Regions from separate parts of the Gossypium hirsutum genome. Here region 2 is linked to region 1. Evidence: chromatin contacts called from public Hi-C data. All regions are on one chromosome and are shown on one strand. Each heading gives the region's core, a stretch centred on a gene start, on an enhancer-like site or on the middle of the called end of the contact. The rest is flanking DNA. Distances are from core to core; before and after follow the strand shown.

Region 1 (4,265 bases), core at 884-3,383:
GCCGCCAACAGGGATCCCTTGTTTGGTGTCGCCAACCTGCTTCCCTCCACCCAGAAAGTTGTCAAATCAGTCCAAGTTTTTTTTTCTATTTTTTTATTTTTTTGTTTTTTTGATATATTTTGGTAAATAAAAAAAATTATATATATTTTGATAAATAAAAAAAGTTATAACATTTTGGTAATTTTTTATTTTTTATATTATTTTTGTAAAAAACCTATTCTCAACAATAGAGACATGGGTCCACTCATTTCTATTAAGCCCAATAATTGGTATCAAGATACGGGTCAGTTTATCTAGGTGGAGGACAAGCTGGGTGTCTGTCCTTTCCTTATGGCATGAAAAGAGCCTGGCACGCAAAAGTTAAGTAGCATACCCAACTTTTTGCATAGTTTAATGCAATCAATACAATCGTGAGTGTTATATAATATAGTAATAATATGAATTACTTTTTATTTAAATTAATTCTAAAACATAAATATGGTATAGATAACAATTTTTTTTTAATTATTGATGTAAAGGTAAAAATGTTAGAGATTAAATTTAAAGTCTCTTACCACTTAATCTAAGAATCTTACCGTTAAGTAAAAAAATATTTTTATATTTTTAGGTTATAATTAACTAATTACATCAATAGTTTTAATAAAAATAAATTATTAAAAATACTATAAATCGTATCACACGTTTATGCATGTAAAAATTGTAAATTTATAACACTATTGTGTGTTTAAAAATAACATCCAATAAATAATGAAAGATAAAATTTAAATTTAATTAATTAATATATACAGACAATTGTTTACACTTTTCTTTTTCAATTCCAGGTTTAGTGGAACAAATTAATTTCTAGAAAGATTTATTTCAATAAGAAAAACATATTGGATGACGACGACGATGGTTGACGATGATGGTGGCGTATCTTCGAATGAGGATCGTACCACCGAAAAGGTCAAATCCAAAAGGATGGATGTGTATACGATTAGCGGAGTGGTTAATGACTCGAGTTGTGGTATGGTTGTTAATCCCTCTCCAACATAAGTGCTGTCTTGGAAGGACAAAGTGGTTGGTAGTAGATCATTTGATTTTGGATGTGATGAAGATCTGGAATTTTTAGATGGTGATATTATGAAATCTACAGTTAATGGTTACCTACGATTAGCTTTTTCAGAGAGAATCCAAAAACTTTTGGTGCTAGATATGGCAACCACGTTGGTGGTGAAATTGTTGGGTAGGAAAGTGTCGAATGTACCTCTCTATAACAGGATCTCTAGCCTTTGGAAGCCTTCGTAGTAGTTCCATCTCATGGACGTCGAAAATGGTTACTTTCTGGTTAGATTTCAATGTCGGAAAGATTATGAGAGGGTTCTTACTCAGGGGCCATAGATCGTTCTTGGGAAATATCTCATGGTGCAGCCGTGGACTCCTGAATTCAATCCACTTCAGCCATTCCCGAGGAATGTTATGGTTTGGATTCGACTTCCTGGTTTGTCGGGGTTTTTCTATAAACGGAAAATCTTGGAGGAAATAGGCGGGTTGATCCGCAAAGTAGCTAAACTTGATTTCCAGACTGATCGTGGTTCAAGGGGGAAGCTTTCTAGGATGGTAGTGTTTATTGACCTGGAAAAACCTCTTGTTACTAAGATCCTTGTTGATGGTAAGGTACAAAGGGTTGAGTTTGAGTCGTTACCAACTGTTTGCTTTGCTTATGGCAGGTTTGGACATGTACAAGAAGCCTGCCCGGCCGTTGGTCCCAAACAAGTTGATGGTGCGATTGTTTCTCCATCGCCGGTGATTATACCGGAGAAAGAGAAGTCGAAAGAGCCATCGGAACCTTTCTTTCCCTGAATGTTAGTTGAGAAAAAATCAAGGCGAAACTTGAGGGTAAATTAGAATCAAAACTCGATCAAATCGGCATCATTTGGGGAAGGGTCAAGATTTGGGGCCTTGATTTTGATTAGGGACAAAGAATCTGAGTTTGCAGCAGCGGAGCTGCAAATTTCGGGTGTTATATTTCAGAAGGGGGGGTTTGAAGAAGAAAGGTAGGGTTAATTTTGGGGGTAATAACAAATTAGTTGGGTCTAGAACGGGCTCGCTATAGATAGGCGATTTGGGCCATGATAATTCAGTTGGAGCTGGGGTTTCCCGTGGGTCCAATGCTGTGGAGAGTGTTGGGCCTAGTATAGAGAAGAGCAAATTTTTGCATGGGGTTTCGGGGGAAAGACAAATTTTAGAATTTGGGGGTTCAAAAAGCCCGAATAAAACTGATTCTGTTGGGTCTGCTCCAGTCGGTGAAAAATTGGATTGGGTCCAAGGGGAAAAAATCCTAGGGAGGTGCAGGTGAATATTAATGTTCCTAGCAGTATTAATAATTATGTTGATTTGCTGGTTGATAACGAGCGTGAGAATAATTCGGGCACTAATTCCCACTTAAACCCTATGTTCGAAGGATTGATAGAGCAAATACTGCTTCCTATTAAAGATATTCTTGATCCCAGGAAACACTCAACCGTTTTTTTAAGGAAATTGAGGGCCCCAAAAATACTACATCTCCAGGAAAAGTTTTTTTGGCCGAGAATGATAAAGGACTTTTGTCTCTCGGAGGGCGAGATCCGGGTGGGAAAAGGGGGTTGTTTGAAATGGTAGAGTCATCAGTAAGATTTAGGATCGTGGTGGTCGGTTTAAAAATTCAGGCAATACAAGGGTTCTTTTATAAAATAACATGAATTATATAACCAAACTTATCAGAGAAAATGAGGCTAAGAAGGAGAAAATGAGTCATGATGAAAAATGTCGCAGAGAAAACTGTTAAGCTAGTTTTAAGGTTAGTTTTCATATTTCCTTTATTTTTTTATGAATTTATTTATATTTTCATGGAATTGCCAAGGATGTGCAAATATCAAGTTTCTACGGATTTTTCATGAGTATAATCGGGCCTTTTAGAGACAAGAGTTAGTGTGGGTAAAGCTGATTCTATTATTGCTAGTCTTGGTTTCCAGTGCTCTCAGTGAGTGGAGGCAGTAGGTTTTTCTGGTGGCATCTGGGTTGGGTGTAAGTAGTTGCTCCGTGTTGATATACTTTGGAGTCACCCTAAATTCGTTTTGATCCGCATTTCTGAGAATTCTCTCCTAAGACCAATTTTTGTGGTTTTTGTTCGTGGTAATCCAGATAGTTGTAAACGGAGATGCCTTTGTGATGATTTAAAGTCGTAGATTTTGAGGAATGGTTGCCCTTGGTAGGCTATAGGGTATCTCAACGCTATTCTTTCTATCAATGAAAAGAGAGGTGGGCGTGGTAAGGGAAGAAGATGTCCATATTTTGGTGACTTTATGAATTCGGTTGATCTTAATGATTTGGGGTTTAGGGGTTCTCCTTTTACGTGGCATAGGGGTGGAGTTTTTGAGCGTATTGATAAAGCAATTGGAAATGATAAGTTGATGGCTTCTTTTCCAACTTGTTGTGTGACTCATCTCTCAATGCTCAAATCTAACCATAGGCCACTGTTGTTGTCACTTAGGCTATTGATTCATTATTCTAATAGGAGACCCTTTCTTTTTTCGGCGAGATGGGCGAAACACCTAGGTTTGGAAAAGCGGAATTTTAACAGTTAGGGTGAGCAAAATTGGATTCGACTCGAAAAAATTGAAAAAATATTGAATTTCGAGTTAAATGAATCGAGTTATTCGAGTTAATCGAGTTATTCGAATCAACTCGAATTTTTTTTTCAACTTTCGAGTTCGAATCGAGTTGAGTTTTCGAATTCGAATAATTCAAATATCAAACTATAATATTTTACATTTTTACCCCAAACTCCCAAACCTTTTTATTTTTCCCTTAAAACTTTTACTCATTCCCACATTCCCCCCAAAACTTTTACTCCCCTCCCCTCCCAACCCCCAATCTACCCAAAATTCATTTCTCACCAAAATTTTACTCTCCCATTTACTTTTTCTCAAAATTTTACTCCCAAAAACCCTCAAAACCTTTTATTTTTCCCCAAAATTTTTACTTCCTCCCACTTTTTCCCTAAAACTTGTATTCCCTTCTCATCCCACCTCTCATCTACCCCAAACCCTCCCCCCTCCAATTTTTTTTTAATATTTTCCCTCCAAAATTTTACTCCCCCCTATTTACTTTCCCTCAAACTTTTATTCCCAAAAACTTTTTATTTTCCCCCTAAACTTTTACTTCTCACCCTTTACTCTCAAATAAAAAATCAAAATTATCCAAAAAAAAACACTAAACATAAATAGTAATAATTTTACTTATAT
Region 2 (4,265 bases), core at 854-3,353, 120 kb before region 1:
TGTCACCCAGCAATATGTTTGAGAGCTTTAGATTTCCATGAGGAATGATCTCGTCTGCATCATTTGGATTCTGATATATGAATGCCAAACCCCTTGCAAGTCCACTTGCTATTGTCAGTCTAAGTCTCCACGGAAATTCTCTTTTCCCTTCAATGTAGCCTGCAAGTTAACAAAAACAGTTTTTAAGAGAGAATTTCAATAGAGTAACCATATTGACTAACATTGGAAGTCCGAAACTTTGGTCACGAGATGACTGGCAGTATAAGTTTCTCGACATACCTTTTAGCAAGTTTAGGAGGCTTCCATTGTTCTGATACTTGTAGAACAGAAGCTTTTCTTCATTTGTACAATTGTAGCCAACAAGGGGTAGGATATTTCGATGCTTCAAGTTCCCGATCCGTGTCATTGTTTGGCTGAACTCTTCAAAAGACACTTGCAACTTCTTCAATCTTTTGACAGCATAAGTGGCATTGTTCTTAAGTATTACCTTGTAAAGGCTACTGCAAATTCCCTGGCTTTGTAAATCAGCCGAGGCTTCGAGGAGATCATCTAATTTAAAGCTTTGATGGTCCTCAACAAAAAAAACAAGCGCTTGGTTTCTATCCTCTTGCTTCACTTCCTGTATAGCATTGATCGGAGAGAGTTTGAGCGGTGTTTCTTTAAGCACCTTTTGTGCTTCTTTCTCTTTCGCTATTTTATCGGCCCTCTTTCTCATATAGTATAAGAACACAAAGAGGAACCCAAAGCCAAGATATAAAGGGATCAAAACAACCAATAGATCGATGGAATTATCTTCACTGGAATCTTTTGAGGCACCTGCAGCTTGTTCATCCTTTCTTCTTGTGTTTAAATGACCATCACTTTGTAATGAAACTGGTTTCTTTAAATACTTATTAGAATGGTCGAATTCCTTTCCAATATATGGACCGATGTTGGTAAAATGATTGTTAGAGATGTCCAAACTCTTGAGATACTTCAACTTGGTTAGAGTGTGAGGAACTCTCCCACTTAACGAATTGCTGCTTAAGTTGAGATACCTCAGCCTAGTGCAGTACGATATCGAGCTCGGTATCGTTCCGTGTATAAGATTCCTCGATAAGCTAAGAACTTGAAGCTTTCGAAGTTTGCAGAGGGCATCTGCATCTATTACACCACTAAGATTCAGATTTTCAAGCCTTATTTCTAATATTGAGGTAGCCTGCAGATTGCACTTCACACCATTAGGCTTATGCAAGCATGGATTTTGTGACAAGTGGTTCCATTGAATCCCAAGTTCGTTTTGTGGATCAACAGATCTAATGAAGCTAAAAAAGGATTTGGATTCATATAACTCACCTCCCATACAGGTTTTGATTAATGCAGAAACAACCGCAATGCATGTTAGCCAGTTGAGAAACAGATCAAACCCTCCCTTTCTCTGCATTTTTGTACAAAGTTTCTTCAAGTCAATGGAAACTTGTTTAAAAGTTACTTCAAAGGCATCATTGTTCCTTCCTCCTTGTTTTTGATATATCTGAAAAAGGACATTTTTTTCTGTCTTAGTTTCCAAAGCTCCCTATTAAATTATACAAAAAAAATGTGGATGAACTTCGAGTAACTCGTCATCTTCAATGAGATGCTACACTCGTACTGGAATTTATTAAGCTATGTTACTCCTACCGTTCTTTTTTTTAAAAGTATTCGAGCTCATGTGCATAACTATAAAGGATACATATATTCACACCCAAGTCCGTGACCACTCCAATATCATGCTCGCAATATCAGTCTTGTTTTCAATAAAGCTGCAGACAAGAATCTAAAACTATTAGTTAGAGTGATTATTTTGGGTGAGGAAATCTGTGAGCAACATCATAATGAAGGAGTAAGTGATAAGATATTGGGACAAAACCTATGTTTGGCGGCTTCGAAGCTTTTCTTCATTTTGGCCACATTCTGTTTTTCTCACCATGACAACAAAATTACGTTGATAACCACAAAGCAACACTGAGTCAGCCGTACACAACCTAACTTTGAGTTTATCCACTTCTTACTCCTAAAACTCTTAAGTGAAAAAGTAGAAATAAAAGCAAATTACAAAAACTAGACCCTCCCCTCTAAAGGAGAAGTCGCAAACAGACAACCTGTAATCTCGATGTTAGACCAATTTGATCAAATAGTCAGCTTCTTAATTTTCCTCTCTACAAATATGCCTGATATCTCATTGTTTAAAACGCGATAGTATTTGATGAATACTTTGAACCAATACAGAGTGGAACCTTACAGAAGATCCATTTTAAATAGCTATAACTGTTTCAAGACAGTCAGGTTAAATTAATCCACTTTCATAAAACTCTTAACTTTAAACAAACTTACTTAGAACTTTTGGCTACTAAATTTACACTATCTTATGAATGTAAATATAAATCATCTTTGCAGTTCAAAAATTGTTAAAATGTGCCAACAATATGATTTTATTAAGATAAAATTTAAAATCATGGAAACTTCGTTTCTACACCAAACCCTATCAAATTTATTTTAAATTTGCTCCCTCGAAAGTCTTACTAAATTGTCTTTATATGTTCTAATTTGATATTATTGTGGGCCAATCCTGCCAGGGCCCATAAAAAAACTAAAACCCAATACAACCAATTACAAACTCAACAAAAATTAGATAGGCCCAAAACCAAAATTTCCCAATTCAAGCCCAATTAGCCTAATACCCAAAAAAATAGAAAAACAAAAGAAACCTTAGTCCGTGCTGCCCCTAACTCCCATAGATCTGCCACCGACTGTGCCACCTCTGCCACCTTTGTCAGCACCGCCCTCCACTTGCACCACCACCTACAAAGACCAAAATCAAAAGTGACAGCAAATATACAAAAACAGATTAAAGTTTTGTAAAATGGCTACATAAGCCATGATAAACCATTGTAGTTTTTTTCCCAGGGGGATTTTTCTTGAATACAATAAAAAACAGATTCAAGTATAAAAACAACAAAAAGCATCAAAGCAGATTGAAGAAAAAAACAAAGTAGAAACGTGCAAAGGTCATTTTTATTTTCTTTATTTTCTAGTTTTTGAAACTGTTCATATTAAAAAATTTCTTTATTTTCCTTTAGTTTAAAAAGAAAAACTGTATATATATATCTCGTATATATATAGAAAAGGGAGGACGAAAACTTACCTGGGGCGTTTGACCACCGTCCACGGCGGAGGGGCGGCGGAGCCACAGCGGTCCCCCTTGCCGGATTCTAGGCTTCGGCCAGAGGGAGAGGGGAGAGCTTTTTCAGTTTTTTTCTCTAAAAACAAAGGCTATATGATTTTTTTTTGTTAAAAACCTAACTTATATAGGCCCCCAAAACGTCGTCGTTTTGAGAGTGGCCTCAAATGCCCAAAACAACGTCGTTTTGGGGTGCCCGATTACCTGACCCATTAACCCCTGGGATCCGCGTGTTTTTAGACGGAAGGGTTAATTGCGCCTTTAGCCCTTTCATTTTTTACTGTTTACAATTAAGTTTCTTTCATTTTTAATTTTTGCCCTATAATTTATTTCGGCTTTCAATTTGGTCCATCTTGAAGCTATGCGTTTTGGAGGGTGGGGATTATTGCCCATTTTGGTCCCTCCTTGTTATTCGCGCGTTCTACTTGGTCATTGTCCTTTTTTATTTATTTCTAATTTGCCCCAAATTTTTGTTTCAAAGTTCAATTTAACCCCCTTTTTTGTTATTTTTGCTATCTTATTATTATATTAATTAATTTAACATTATTATTACTATTATTATTTTCCTTTTTATTTATTTACTTGTTATTATTATCATATTATTAAATTAGTTAGTTTTGCATAATTATTTCTATTATATTTCTTTTTATATTGATTTACCTAATATTTTAAATACATCTATTCTATTTTATCATATTATATTTATTTATTCATAATCTTTTATATGATTCCAAACCTTAGATTATTCATTATTTATTATTTTTATTATCATTCATATTATTCTCATTATTATTAGTATTATTATTTTGAAAACTCTTTTATATCCCATTTATTCATATGGTTCTTTACTATAGTTTTTTATTTTATTTTTTTAGTTTGATTGTTATTTTTCTTTTATCTGTAATCAGTTTGTTTGTTTCGTTAATTCGTTCTCATCTTTCTTGATGTTTCTTAACGCATTTATGTTGTTACGCATATTATCATCGTGATTTATTTTCACAAAAAAATTTGATACATTAATTTTACTCGATACATAAATTATGATTTTAAAATAAGTAATACCTCG

The links. Hi-C and Micro-C count contacts between places; a contact is called where the count stands out from the background.
Region 2: a contact with region 1 is called in a Hi-C map of leaf, with 2.5 times the contacts expected there. The contact joins the promoter of LOC107919486 here to the enhancer-like site in region 1. A contact is called at or near these places in 10 of 34 Hi-C or Micro-C datasets (anther, callus, fibers and 4 more).

Annotation. Positions count from the first base shown.
Region 1 is chrD13:49,428,124-49,432,388 of Gossypium_hirsutum_v2.1, reverse strand. No RefSeq gene overlaps it. Among protein-coding and RNA genes, the nearest start is that of LOC121226083, 9.7 kb to the right of the region's middle. Within about 2 kb of position 2,133, at least 9 of the 9 cell types and tissues checked have an H3K27ac peak or open chromatin away from gene starts, as enhancers often do. A contact at or near this core is called in fibers, hypocotyl and leaf, where this site is marked.
Region 2 is chrD13:49,545,026-49,549,290 of Gossypium_hirsutum_v2.1, reverse strand. It overlaps LOC107919486 (probable leucine-rich repeat receptor-like protein kinase At1g68400), which reads right to left and starts at 2,103. Exons shown (of 3, transcript XM_041109020.1): 1 at 1,889-2,103; 2 at 280-1,781; 3 at 1-159. The coding sequence starts at 1,423.